Linked DNA regions of Mus musculus: region 1 is linked to region 2. The links are chromatin contacts, called in public Hi-C maps. All regions are on one chromosome and are shown on one strand. The core of a region is the stretch at or near the end of the contact, and the rest is flanking DNA. Distances in the headings are between cores, read along the strand shown. Region 1 has its middle 45 kb from the start of Ntm. Region 2 overlaps Opcml (opioid binding protein/cell adhesion molecule-like).

Region 1 (3,776 bases), core at 976-3,475, 780 kb after region 2:
TGAACAAGGATAGGACAGGCCAATTTCTCGGGAGGCAGCAGGATGCGAACAGATGTCAGTGGTGGCAGATCATTGCAATTCCTGTCTGCGTTCTGCATGCATCCCAAAAAGAGAACATGAACGTCTTCGAACTGAAATGAAGAAAATAATTTTGGAAATACTCTTGGATGCCTGAGCTGGATGAGCACTCCTCAGAAACAATGAGGATCCAGTGAGGTGCATGTGAGGACAGGAGGCTTGTGTTGGGGGTAGCATCCCCTTTCTCCTCCCAGCAGTCTCTGAAGAAAGAGACTCTGAACAAAGAAAGAAACTTTGAACACTAGGGGATAGTATAAAAACTTTAAAAGTGGGAGTCTATTAATCCTGGCTTATTCCACCCATTAAGCACTTAGGTGACAGAAGCCAGCATGTGTGTGTGTGTGTGTGTCTGTGTGTGTGTGTGTATGTGTGTTTGTGTGTGTAGTCACCTAGCTAATAGTAGGAAAACAGTGATCATACCTTTTCCATTTCTGATCTGGGAGAAAGACTGGCCCATATAAACTGCTGCCTCAGTTCAGGGGAACGCCAGAGCCAAGAAGTGGGAGTGGGTGGGTGGGGGAGTGGGTGGGGGAGTGGGTAGGGGAGTGTGTGGGGTACTTTTGGAATAGTGTTGGAAATGTAAATGAAATAAATACCCAATTTTTTAAAAAAAGAAAAGTATAGAGCTTCTTGTATTAGAAGTTTGTCCACCCCTTCCATACCACAGTGCAGTGTAGGAGGTGGTGGGGCCTTTAAGAGGTGGGGCTTCATGCATCTCATCAGGTCATTGGAGGTACTGCTCTGTGGAGGAAGTAAGGGAGTTCTTACAGGACCTTGGTGAGTTCTCATGAGAGTGGGATGTTAGCATGGGGTGTCAGCAAGAATCACAATGACCTTTTCATCTCTGTCTCTGTATGATCACTTTCTTACTGTTGTGGGATTTGGGTGGCATGTTGGAAATACACTGACTGAGCTGTTACTCATCACATAGATGGCCATAGGCTGGACCAGTAGATGATCGGGCTCCAAAACTGACCTAGATGAGACAGACTTCTTATAAAGTAAGTACAAAAGGAGGAGAACACATAACGACAATTGCTAGGCTTGTGTTCACCTATTTGGAGAGCTTTCACGAGTTCCAGTGGACAGTGATGGTTGGAATACAGTGAAGAAGGCCATGCTAACTGCAGAATCAGCCATGTGTATCAAAGACCACAGTGACCTGTGAAAGGGGTACAGGATAGCACTGGGTGCAGATGAAAGGTCTGTAGAACCTGGGGCAAAGGGTGTGTCTAGTGATGTCATCAGGACAGTATTATAGGGAAAGGTGTACTATGTAAAGGATAAAATTGGAGGAGATAGAGCCATTCAGAAGTACTATTTAAAATGGGTAAATAAAACAGAAAAAAATTAACAGAGGTTGAAAGACAGTTGGAGCTCAAGGTATGCATAGGAGACAAGATGGAGCAGGGGTTGTCCTTGGAGAAATGAGGCATACTGAGTCAGGGATACTGCTATTTCAAGTGTGAGCTAGCTTGAACTTGATTTTGGTGCAAGCTGCTGAAATATCTGGACAGACCCAGACAGGATCCAAGCTCTGTGGGGAAGATGAATCTAGTCTACAATGAATGGCAGCCAGAAAGGATTTCAGACAGAGAGATCAGATAGGAGCTAGCTATTAGTAAGAAGTTCACTGCAGATAAAGAATGATCACACGGGGGTGGGGTAGAGGTGGGGGTTGTGGGGGTGGGGCTGGGAGAAGAGGAAGAGTCTTTGATAGATCTTGGTCAAAGTTAAAAGGGGCGGGGTGGGGGGGCGGGAGGGAGAGATCCTTAGGGCAAGGTGACCGAAGTCACAAAGGAATTAAGGTCTTTTGTTTATCTGTGAAATGAGGGGCACATTGTGCTTTGGGGGCTCATTTACCTAACAGTATAATTCTCTCCATAAGGCATGGAATAGCTAGTGAGCTCTTAGTTTCATCCTGTGACTCCACCAAGCCCAAGAAAAACAGCCTCAGTTAAGCGCAGCCCTGCTGTCCCCGGGATTTCCTTGTTGCAGGAGTATGAGGCAGATTAGTGGGCTCCCAAACACAGTCTTGACAGCGAGGGGTGGGGGTGGGGGGCTGGGGAGGTTAAGGGGTTGGGATGAGGGGGAGCTAGGGGTTCTTCAGTTAGCACTGCAAGGCCAGCAGTCAGGCTGGCCTTTTTCAAACTTGTACCCACAGCTCCATCTGCTGGTGGTGGGATCCCTGGCCTGTGGGCTCTGTGTACTTAAGACCTTATTTTGTGTCCCCAAACACCTCTGTCCACATTTCACCCTTCTCTTTGCAGTCATAGAAACACACTCACAAGAGTGTGAATGTGCATACACACACATAGACACACACTGACACCCAAAAATACGCATGTGCAACTAGGAAGATGCAGACACAGGTAGAGAAAAGCTGATAGATAATCATGCACAAACACAGATTCATAGAAACTCTGCCAAACATAGAAGTACACAGGGAAAGATACACATACAAGGATATACATACACAGGCATACAGAGGAAAGCGCACACACACACACACACACACACACACACAGAGAGAGAGAGAGAGAGAGAGAGAGAGAGAGAGAGAGAGAGAGAGAGAGATTAATTTCTGCCACCTCCTGTGATGTACAAGGTGCAAGCACCTTCCTGCTATATCTGGGTGGCTTCTTGTTCCCCCCCAGCCCTCTAATTCTGGAGCCCTGCAGCCTGCCCGGAGGCAAGGCCTGGGGTGAGAGTTGAACCAGATTCCCTCCTTAGCCCAGTGTAAGTGCAAACAGCAGGTGGCCAGGAGGAGTACTTGGGAGGGCTCATGGTTGGACATCTGAAAAGTTAATTTCTTGGTTAATTTACCTTTGTGCCTATAACAGAACCTATGATTGCATCCTGCTCTCTCTTCAAGAATCCAGGAGACTGGAAGGAGAGAGGGAGCCCTGCTTTCAACACTCCTACACCTGCTCCCCCCCCCCCCCACTCCATCTTGGCAGCCTCACTGTGTTCCAGCTTGCATTCCCCAACAACTGGCGAGACAAGCTGGCCCCTCCTACCTTTCCTATTAACCTACTTTCCCTGAAGACACTAGTTTGTCTAAAGAAGCTTAAGTTCAAATGAATTTTATTTTTAAACCAGAAAATTTACGACACTGTAATGAAAATAGTCACTTTTTAAAAACCTTTTAAGGAAAAAAAAAAAAAAAAGGAAAGAAAGAAATGCCATTCCCAGCTACATCTCTTAATGGCTGCCTCCTGGAGGCAGACTAAGTGATGGCTCTAACCAACCTGTTTAAAATGTGAGAGAGGTTACTGCAGAAGTAATCCAAGGGTGTCTCGACTGCAAATACGAATGCCTTTGTCAGCGATCTCTGGCGCCATGCAGGGCACAGGTATTTTTAGCCCACGCAGATATGCAGGGGACACATGTGCACAAGCTGAATTCTGTGAGATGGGTTCTGAATCCTGACTCTCCATTCCTGTGGGCTTTGGAGCTCTGACAAAGTGGCTGGCTATGGCTGCAGACAAACGGGTCAGGGTCTCTGATTTGTGCCCAGTTCTCCGGCCTACGGAACCCAGACTGAGATGTAGCATCTCTATGGCAACTGCTGTAGCCTCCATAGATGTCAGCGATGACAGAAAGGGCTGCTATAGACCCCATAGACACTCCTGCTTTGGTCTGTTGTTTTGGTTTTTCCCTTTGCACATCTGGAACAAGGCTGAACAGAAAAGGAA
Region 2 (4,326 bases), core at 1,067-3,566:
AGGGTTATAAGTCTCATTTAAAAAGAAATCGGGCATGGACTCAAATGAAAGCTAATGACAATTATTATTAAAATTTAAAGGAGATAAACGCCCAGAGCAGAAGGGCTTCATACCCCAGCAACTATCCTGAGGCAGGAATGGAAAAGCCATGCCATTGAAACTGATATGCAAGTCAGATACTTGGTGAACCAGCAATGAAATGGAGGGTTTCAAGGCTTTAGGGAAAGAACAAAGGAGCCTAAAATGTTGGCTCACATTGTTAAAGAAAACCTGTTTCTACTTCTTTTCTAGAGAAGAAGAAGAAAAAAAAAAAAAAGGGAGAAGTAGGTCTACTTAGGAAGCCACATGGCTGTGAACTCTAAGTTCCTATACTAGAAGTGGGATTCTAGGAAGAAAAATATAGTACCTTACTAAAGGACTAATTATTCTTCTTATCCTTTTAGTAAGGCTGCCAGATGAGCCTGCCCTTGGGATTGGCCCTTGGGCAACTGATTGACACAGCCCAACTAGAATGCTGGGAGTCTACCCAGAGGTTCTTTTCAATGGGTCTGAGGTTTTCCCTCCATGGGCTTTTGCTGTTATAGTAATAGTATGATTACAAGACCGACATCTCAGCTTTTTCCAATGCCTCTCTCCTGCCAATCATGCTTGCTTACTTCTCGGCTCTAGGGTCATAAAGAATGTCTCTGATTTTTTTTCTTGTGTATTATTTTGTTTTGCTTCCCTCTGACTGCCAACATTGAATGGTACCATCAGGAATTAACGACAAAGCCCCAAAAAGAAAATGAGCTGTGAGGGAGGGACCCCAAAGCCGCCATAAATGCTACAAAGAAGCTGGGAGAGAGGCAGAGAGAAGATAATTAATTTTCTAGTAGCTCATCCCTCCAGGGGTACACATTTTAAATGTTACCATTTTATCCTATGTAAGTACTGAAAACCCCTTCTCCTTTGGGAATCCAAGATCTAATTGCCATCCTAATCTTCATTAACTCTCCATGTTCTGAAACCTCACCAGATCTATGAGTACTGGTGGTCTGGGGTGTTGCTATTTGTTAGAAATGGATGCAGAAGGGAAATTGTGTCTATCTTTGCTTGAGGAGTGTTGATACTCTCAGCCTTTCTCTGGGCTGGCTTAGAAATCTGGGGCCTGTAAGGCAAGGTTCTCTCCTGGACTGAGTGTTTTTTTACAAAGCCTAGATTTGTTCAGAGGCTCAGAAATGATTCATCTTAAGATGAAATAGGCTCAACATGCTAGAAAACATGTTAGGCAAGCATGAGAATATGAGTTCGGATCCCAGCAGGGACATAAAAATGCATGCATGTAATCATTGCACTGGAGAGGAGAAGGGGGGGTGCCTGGAGCTTAATGGCCAGTCCTTGCTGAGTCAGCACTCTCCAGATTCAGTAAAATGTTCTGTCTCAAAAGATAAAGTAGAGAAAATTGAGGAGGATATTGAGGCCTCCATACACATGTATATATCAATATATGTGCATTCACATGCACCAAATCCCCAACACCCCTACACATACATACACCTACATGAAGCAGAGATAGAGAGAAATATGAAATATGAAATATGAAATTCATACATAGGGGACTTCACAAAAGGCTTCTGTAATTTTTATATATACAAATGGCTTTGGGTATTTTAATGTGGATCCTGTTTTGGGGAGACAAGCTGTTATCTGAAAGGAAATCTAGTTTTCTGCCCACTCCATTCTTATTGGGCCCCTGTTAGCTCGGGCACTGGCCACATTATGCACTAACCGTGTCTCAATTGATCTTTGCATCTACTTGACAAACTATGCATCATCTTCGTATCTTACAAATAAAGAAACCAAGGCTTAGATTGAAACTGTGCTAGACGATAGAGCTAGTAAGTGTTTTAAATTCCCTTCGCTGCATTTATTCATTTGGGTTAAGCTTTTGGCACTGGAGAGAAAGCTATCAAAATACAAATAGTCAACAAGGCACTTTGCATGCATTATCTCTTTTGATTATTCTTTACAAAATCCCTGGAAGACAGAGCAGAAAGTCACCACTCTATAAAGCAAGAAATGGAGATCCAGGGAGTCAGGAGTGCTTTGAATGAATTAGGCTGGCAGGGAAGTGGCTACGAACCTCTTAATGAATGTATTTTTTTGCTATGTAACCCCCAGAATTGTGTCCCTCTGCCACACTGCTAATTCGGAGTGAAGTGAATGGGCAGGAAAATGCTGCCCTTTAAGAGAAAGACAAGTTCTAAAGAAGCTAAGAAGAAATGCAGATGCTGATGAGAAATTTCTGGGCTGGGAGCTACAGGCACCTGGGAGGAGGGTTTACAGCAGGATGATGCAGACAGAGCCACATGGTGCACAAGATTTTTCAGAGACAAAACCACTTCCAACTCTTCTTTGTACCAAATCTTTTCTCTGTGATTTCCCCCTCTCCTCCCAAATATTACCAAGTCATTTGAATTAACGTGTATAATTATGAGCTTAAAGAAAAGCAAGCAGTCAACCTGAAATACATTTAATTTATTCAGCCTCTATTTTAAATTATAATCACACTTGTTCTTCACAGAAGCAAGGTGGAAAAGTAGAAAAGAACAAGCCTGGGCATGAGAAAATGTACTCCCTAGCCTAAGCTTGGCTCCTGAGTCTTTAGGACATTGCCTTCCAGGTTTCTTATCCTGGGATGAACAGCATGCAGTAAAACTGATTTTCTGTGTGCAGCACGCGCACTTTAATCCTCTCTGTAGGGGCTGGTGAGATGGCTCAGTGAGTAAAAGCGCCTGCTGCCAGGCGTGATGACCCTACATGTTGCAGGGAGAGAGAACTGATTTCTCACAAATTGTCATTTGTTGTCCACACTAATGTGCCATGGCCTACTCCATACACAAGTATACACAGACACACAAACATGAAGAAATAAACAAAGTAGTTAATAAAATCCTCTGTGCACACTTGTCCATGCGTCTCTCTCTTCCTTACTTTCATGCTTCCCCCTTCCTGTCCCCCTTCCTCTCTCCATGTGCTCTTATATCCCATTTTGACACATGGTTCTGAGCCAGGAACTATAAGCAGCATCTATGCATCTGTGCCCATGAATCACACAAGATAATGGATCCCTACCACAAAACACTTCCCTGGTTTTGACATGGAGGTGAGGGTGGACTGGACTCAAATGCTCCTTTCTGATAATTCTATCTTATGATTCTTTAGTAAAATTTCTCAACGGAAGGTTATTTTTTTTTCTTGGATTGTCTGTCTCTTTTAATTTTACCCACTGATGGGGCAATCAGAAAGTTTGCTCACAAACCTTTGTTGGTTTATAGTTTATTTGGACAAAGAATTTAGGGATCCCTTGATAGCATCATTAGTGGGGACACTGAGTATTATCCATCATTTTCATTGGAAAAGTTTTTGTTTTTGTTTTTAAATCTCTCTTTCCTGGTTCCTCTCTGAAAAAAACACATAAAATTGTTTTATTTGTGCTTATATATGTACATATGTATGTATGTATGTAGGTATATATTTATGTATGTCTTTGTATCTATCTATCTATCTATCTATCTATCTATCTATCTATCTATCTATCATCTATCTATCTATCTATCTTCTATCATTTATTTATCTATCATCTATCATTTATCTATTTATCTCTCTATCATCATCTATATATCACCTCTATTATCTTTTCTTACATTTACTGTGTCTGTGTGTGTGTGTGTGTGTGTGTGTGTGTGTATGGAGGCACACATGTGCCATGGTATACATGTGGTATCAGAGGACCACCTGCAGGATTCAATCTTATGCTTCTATAATGTGGTTTCTGTGGATGAAACTCAGTCATCAGTCTTCCTTGCATTAAACCCCTAAGACATCTCACCGGCCCTGTATATTCTTTATTAAAGGATTGGAGTGACTTCAGTGACAACTGAAAGCCACAGAAGGAATCAGCGATGGTGTCATTAGTTGTCAGGAGACTGTCTGCATATGAAAAAGGAAGGTATCTTGGGAACCTTCCTTCATAGGAATAGTAATTTTTTCTTGGCTATGGCAAAATATTCAACAGAATCAAGTTCAGAGGGGTTTTTTTGGTTTATGGTTCATTGAAGTTCAGTGCATCATGGCAGAGAAGGTCTGTGGACACAGTGATGGGTTGACTAGACACATTGCCTCTGCCGTCAAGGAAAGAAAGAGAGGAATACTGAGTACACCAGGCTTCCCTGCCCCTTCCCACTTTTATTCAGTTCTTGGCACACAGCCCACATTGAGGCCTAGTCTTCCCTCTACAGTTAAATATATCTGTAAACATACTCACAAACACACCTAAGGAAAGTG

What was found. A called contact is a pair of places that touch in the nucleus more often than the background predicts.
Region 1: a contact with region 2 is called in a Hi-C map of cerebellar granule neurons, with 2.1 times the contacts expected there. The contact joins two enhancer-like sites.

The regions. Positions count from the first base shown.
Region 1 is chr9:29,456,141-29,459,916 of GRCm38.p6, forward strand. It overlaps a transcript of Ntm not described here. Among named protein-coding and RNA genes, the nearest start is that of Ntm, 45 kb to the left of the region's middle. Within about 2 kb of position 2,226, at least 15 of the 459 cell types and tissues checked have an H3K27ac peak or open chromatin away from gene starts, as enhancers often do. A contact at or near this core is called in cerebellar granule neurons, where this site is marked.
Region 2 is chr9:28,679,120-28,683,445 of GRCm38.p6, forward strand. The region is part of intron 3 of Opcml (opioid binding protein/cell adhesion molecule-like); the gene reads left to right. Among named protein-coding and RNA genes, the nearest start is that of Gm39313, 290 kb to the left of the region's middle. Within about 2 kb of position 2,317, at least 7 of the 459 cell types and tissues checked have an H3K27ac peak or open chromatin away from gene starts, as enhancers often do. A contact at or near this core is called in cerebellar granule neurons, where this site is marked.